Linked DNA regions of Hordeum vulgare: region 1 is linked to region 2. A link is a contact called in public Hi-C data. All regions are on one chromosome and are shown on one strand. The core of a region is the stretch at or near the end of the contact, and the rest is flanking DNA. Distances in the headings are between cores, read along the strand shown. Region 1 has its middle 87 kb from the start of LOC123448054. Region 2 has its middle 14 kb from the start of LOC123450334.

Evidence for each region. Hi-C and Micro-C count contacts between places; a contact is called where the count stands out from the background.
Region 1: a contact with region 2 is called in a Hi-C map of leaf, with 8 times the contacts expected there. The contact joins two enhancer-like sites. A contact is called at or near these places in 3 of 6 Hi-C or Micro-C datasets (leaf and seedling).

Annotation. Positions count from the first base shown.
Region 1 is chr4H:111,637,981-111,641,319 of MorexV3_pseudomolecules_assembly, reverse strand. No RefSeq gene overlaps it. Among protein-coding and RNA genes, the nearest start is that of LOC123448054, 87 kb to the right of the region's middle. Within about 2 kb of position 1,834, at least 3 of the 3 cell types and tissues checked have open chromatin away from gene starts, as enhancers often do. A contact at or near this core is called in leaf, where this site is marked.
Region 2 is chr4H:111,364,558-111,367,512 of MorexV3_pseudomolecules_assembly, reverse strand. No RefSeq gene overlaps it. Among protein-coding and RNA genes, the nearest start is that of LOC123450334, 14 kb to the left of the region's middle. Within about 2 kb of position 1,257, at least 1 of the 3 cell types and tissues checked has open chromatin away from gene starts, as enhancers often do. A contact at or near this core is called in leaf, where this site is marked.

The sequences.
Region 1 (3,339 bases), core at 585-3,084, 270 kb before region 2:
CAAGAAAGTGTGGGGCGTCATGACACACCTTCAGGAGGCCGTCGACAAGTTCACCAAGTGGATCAAGGCGAGGCCGATCAAGAAGCTGGACGGCCCCACGTCCACCACATTCATCAATGACTTCACCATTCTATATGGCATTCCTCAAAGAATCATCACTAACAACGGCACCAACTTCGCCAAGGACGCCTTGGCCTACTTCTTCTCCACCTAGGGCATTCGACTCGACCTTGCGTCAGTGGCCCACACTCAGTCGAAAGCCAAGTGGAGCGGGTCAACGGCCTCATCCTAGTCGGCATCAAGCCCCGGCTCGTCGAGTCGTTCGTGCACTCGGCCGGCTGATGGATCGATGTGATGACGACTGTGCTCTGGATCCTTCGGACCACCCCTAACCGGTTGACCGCCTTGACACCGTTCTTCCTGGGCTACGAGTCCTAGATGATCATCCCCACAGACATCGAGTTTGACTCGCCTCGCGTAACACTCTACACGGAGGTAGATGGCAAGGAAACAAGGGAAGATGGCGTCGACCTGCTCAAGGAGGCACACCTTCTGGTCTTGAGCCGGATGGCCATCTACTAGAAGAAGTTGTGGCACTACCATAGCAAGAGGATCCGACCCCTTGCTTTGCGCGAGGGTGATCTAGTTGTCCAATGGGTCCAACGAATAGTCGGCCACCACAAGCTGTCTTCCCATGGGAAGGCAGCTTCATCATCAGCAGGGCGCTCTACAACAATGCATACCACCTCATAGACGCCAAGAAGACGCAGAAGCGCAAGAGAGATGCCTCTGACGAGGAGACAGAGCGCCCATGGAACGCGGTGCTCCTCCGCCCGTTTTACACCTAAACCTGAATGTGTATGTATTCCCCCCATCTTTCGGGCTTTATGAATGCAGCAGGTACCCTGAGCCAGACTCGAGGGCTACCTTTCCATCATTTCTCTCGAGTGCATTTGTCTTTTCTTTTCTCGCCCTCGGATCCGAATCCCGGACCACTGGGCTAGCCGGTCAGTACGGGCTAAGTCCTCCTAAAAGGGGCCAAGTAGTGTGCAAAATTCCAAGACCCACTCGTCGCCCCACCTACAAACCGGCTCGCAACTGTCCGGCTTGCAAGAGCCGGAGGTCAAAGTCGCTCACACACAAAAGGCGTCCAAGGGGGGCGACCGCCTCGGGCCCTCGCTTCCCCTCCACTAGGCCCCTCCCGTGCTCGTCCTAAGCTCAAGTCTCCCGATCCCAAGTACTGTGCCGCTTTCGCCAAAGGCCAAGGCCCCATCGTAGTCGCAGACCGGCTCCCAGCTGTCCGGCTAGCGGGGCCAAAGACAGAGGAGGAATGACACAAAAAAAGATAAGGGGACAAAAGTGAACGGTGATTTAGCATGCAAAGGTTGTTCAAGAAAGTGCATGCATATATTACAATAAAACAGCAGGCCCACGACCGTAGAGTTTTGCACAAACGAAAGTTTACACCCCAAGTGGGTGAGTACATGTCAGCACTAGAGCCGGTCTCATTGCTGCCCGTCTCGTCCGAGCTACCGTCCGAGTCGCCAAGGGCCAACGCATACTCGTGCTCCAGGAGTGGCGCGTTGTCAAAGGCCCGCTCCAGGACGTAAACGTTCCACTCAACGTACGATGCAATGTTTCTTGCCGGGGCCGCTCGGGGCTCGGCAGTCGCCACCAGTTCCACCTCCATGCCCTCCTGGTGGGCGGCAAGGATCTCCAAGTCCAGGCCTGGTTGCCAGGATATGACGAAGCTAACAGCCATCTCTGCTCCGGCCCGTGCGGCCAAAGGCCTCCAGGCGTTGACGGGTGCCGGCCCGGCCACGATCCACCTAGCTAGCCAGCTCACGGTCTCGGGTTGCACAGCGTTCGACTAGAGGGTTCGGACCAAGCCTAGGCCGGCTTTCTAGAGCCAGTGCATGATGGTCACCACCTGGTTCAGACGTGCCCGGGTGCCGATCCCAACCTCCTCCACGGTCCAGCTGGCAAGCTTCTCGATGTGGGCCCCCTCGGCGTGCTGCTCCTCTCGGTGGTCCTCGGCGTGCTGCATCCGCCAGCTCCTACGTCTGGTGAAAGACCCATCGAGGGAGAAGAACGAACGAAGTAAGAGCATACAGACTAAGCTCCCAAAAATATATGGTAAATGCTAACAAGAAAGAAGAACTCACGGCCGAGGAGCTGGTCGAGCTCGTGCGCCTCCTCCAATATGCCCTGCTCTTTCAAGGACCACACGCAGGCCCACTTCTCGTACCCCCCCTCAGCACGCGAGCCTTCTCGACATTCCTCTCCAGCACCGCCTCCTAGTTCGCTAGCGCCTGGTTGTGGGTTTGGCCGATAGATCCAGATCCACCGGGTGGGCCATCTCAAGCACCAGCCTCTCCTCCAGTCGACGGGTCGCCTCCTTGCGTTGTCGGTGGGCCGCCTCCTTGGCAGCCAACCGCACCAGGGTCAAACATGCGTAAAGCCACAATCACAACCCGGCTCCCAAAGTTTCTCCGCCTCCAGGGCCGACCATGGCCAGCAGGCGCCAAAGGTTCTCCGCCTCCAGTGTCGAGCCTGCGTAAGGCCACAATCACAACCCGGCTCCAAAGCGCCACCAAGAAGGACCCTAGGAGACAAGCCAGCGAGACCCGCCGCTACGAGCTAGCGGGACTCTCCGGCTTCGGGGACTACTGTCGGGGCGATAAACCTGAGGTACCCTCATGTCACTTCATGCCCATTTTCAAAAACAATAAGGCCGGTTCGGCCACTCAAGCACCGGCTCGAGCAAGCCGGATCCAGCTGGCTCGACCGGTTCGTGGCTGGACCTTTGTCCCTCCGGCTCTAGGCGACCCACCAACCGGTGGGGCCCCCTCTTGCTAGTTGTTGGCCCATACAACAAGGATTGTCCCCTCCGAAGGGATGCAACGCAAGACTAGGCACTCGATGGCATCGTACGAGCATGGCTACAGCGGAGTCGGCCTTACTGCCCACCCCTCACGATTCCCACCAAGCAAGACGGCCTGGGTCTACTCAGCACACATCATCGCTTACTCCCTGCCACCCCTCACACAAGGCGGTCGAGGAGTCGGCCGTACAACCAGCCAAGGGCGGGTGGCGGCGGATGCTTCATAGGGCACCCCTCCGATGAGACCCCGCATCCGGCGGGCCCCACCAACGACAAGAAAGCTCCGGAGTGGGACCCTCAGTCAGCCAGAGAGGCCGCGAGACGGGCCCCACTCGCACAATTTATGTATACTTTAAGCTTAGGCGGGTGGCCTGTAAATTCCCCTGGCTATCCCCATGCAATGGGGCGGCCGATCACACACACACACACCCAAACACGTAGGGAGGCAAGGGGAG
Region 2 (2,955 bases), core at 8-2,507:
GTACGCTGTTTTTTAAACTACATGAATATATTTTTAACATTTCAATTTGACATTTTCAAAATTCCGTGCACATTTTTCTTGAAACGTGGTATTATTTCCATCAAATATGATGCACATTTCCTTAGTCACATGAACCAATTTTTTGACATTGTATACATATTTGTTTAGATAACTGCATAATTTTTTTGAAGTACGGGAACACTTTTCCATTTTCACAGACATTTTTTTTCTAATGTTATCAATATTTTCTAAAACTACACTATCAATTTTTTTATATTTTGTTAACTTTTTTTCGCGGTCATGTTTTTAAATTTCACTAGCAAAAAAGGTGCATTGCAATGGGAGGAGAAAATACAACACTCTCCTAATCCAAAAAACTATAAGTGCAAACCCGAATAGCTCTACATCGTTTCTTTCAACAAATGGCATCCCATTTCTGTTGTGAGTTATCCTCCTTCCCCCCCCCCCCCCTCACCGACGATGGCCTAAGTGCTTACGCTGTCACAACGCGTTTGAGTGTTGTCAATCCTAAAACGTCTTTCTCTCAGGATAAGATGAGTTTTTTTGTGAGGTTTTGACGAGACTTGCATGCATGGTTCTTGATGGTTACTTTCGCCTCCAATCCAGAAGAGATTTTATCTTGTGAGGTGTTCATTACCAGTCTGGATCAACAATGTTATGAACAAAAGATGAATCATACCATATTAATTAAGATTGCATATTTAATAGCATTTTTAAAATGGTTAACAGGTAAACTAACATCATATTCATAAACTACACATTTTTAATCAAATTTCTTAGATAACATTAAATTTGAAGTTAGGTCTAAAAGATATGGATATTTTTAAATAATATTTTATCTGTATTGCAGACTGTAATCAAATTAGCAGGGGGTTTATGTGGAAGCAACAAATCAGACATAAAACTGACATGCGGATTGATTACTAGAAACATCACGGGGTTTTCCGCAAAAGTAAAATCTGAATTAAAACTGGACTGCGGATTGATTATGAGAAACATCGGGGATTTTTAGCAAAATAGCTTGATGGACCAAGAATATATATTCTCTTTAGTAGGTATGTATTGATAAGTAAATTTAAGTTTTTAAAATATATGCATTTATTGAAATATAAATGAAATTGAAAAAAGAGAAGAAAAAGAAAATCTAGGTGCCATGAGCAAGACAAGCCACGTCCTACTGGCCCGGCCCACGTCCCACCGTTGGCCTCGCATTAGGCGGCACATAGGCGCAATCTACAACACTTATTGCATCAAAATTTCGCTTGTTCTCGCAGGAGTAACAAACGTGGGAGTACGTCGAGTAGCCCATTTAGTGCTTGGAATAGCGTTTGCTCGTCTCTGTATGGCAATGTTTCAGAAAGGTCCACCCCCGTTTTTACTAGTTTGGCAAATTTGTAGAATGTTTTCGAGTCATTTTTGTTGGTTGTTTTATTTATTGGTTTTTCAGGTTTTTTCTTAAAAATTTACAATGTTCGAAAGATGTTCAATATCTTTCAAAAAATGCATTTACAGAAAATGCTTCATTTTTTACAGAAAATCGTCGTTAAAAGTATTCAAATATTCACATTTTGTTCATTTTATTTTATTTTTTCTTCAAAATTTCAAAAAAATGATAGTGTTTTCCGAAACCATTCATAATTTTTTTTCAATTTGTGATTGGTATTTCAAAAAAGTCTCATTTAAAAAAAACAAAGTTCACGCATGCAAAACAATATTCATTGTTTAAAAAAAAATACAGTTGCGAAAATTGTGCATGTTTTAAAAAGTTGTTCACTTTGAAATTTTAGTTAAAGTTTTAAAAATATTCTTGTTTTTAAGGGAAAATGACATATGAAAAAATGTTGGAATTTCTAAAAAATCTGATTTTCAAAAGAATCTGAGTATTTAGTTTTTTCACAAATATGAAAATGTTTGCTTTTCAAAAACTCACCATGTGCCCAAGACGGACAAGGCTAGGTTCAAGCTGACTCATGTTCAACGTGGATAGGCTCTTCCTTAGTTTTACACTACTAGCTCAATCTCCACTTGATCAAAGCTTGCTAGAGTAGTTAAATTTCTTTGATTTTTCTCAAAAAAGTTAAGGTCTTTGATTTTACTGTTCAAAAAGTGCTTGGCTTTTAGTTTGAAATTTTAAAGGCATGCTAACCATATTACTCCAATTTAAAAGTAGATATGTTGTAAATGGTAAATGATGCGAATCGGGAAGGGTGTGTCGTAAGAAAATAATCTAAGGAGTGGAGTGGAAACAAATTGTTACATCGAGTTTTCTGTAATCATGTATTCACAAAACATGAGCATTAGTCTTATTTTGATAAAACACAATTTCCTAGATGGAGGGTCCAAACATGATGTTAGTTTGTTATGTGGTTTGATGAGTTCACCGGAAAATACTTCGACCAAACCTACGTATTAATGTGTAAACGCAAAAAAGGCTTGTATCCAAACAAAGGCCTAAGAGACGAGTGTAGCAAGAGGTTATGAGAGGTGAAATTTGAAAAAAGAAAGGGGGCGAGTTAGACAAGTAAGTACATCACATCAATTATTTCAGAAAAATAAAATGAGTCCAGAACTTCAATTAAAATGGAACAGTGTAGTAACTTGTTCACGTAACTAATTCAAATTAATGCTAACATAATTAAATGACTATTCATGAGCAACATGCATGTGCATTGCAACGGAAGAAACAAATCCACACATGTCCTTACTTATCTATATGTGTTACCACATCTCTTCTCCATTAGATTTGTCATCACACTCTAGCATGCCACTTCTAGCAAGGGCCATTCTTGAGGAAAAAATACGTTCTTGACAGGAAAGTGTCGCGGCCTCTCGTATTGCAACATTACATGCCAGTTCGTTCTTCATGATTTGTTGCCATATTTACCACTAGTAATGGCATCACTTTGCTCATTGTCAAGGCATCCGTATGAAGCG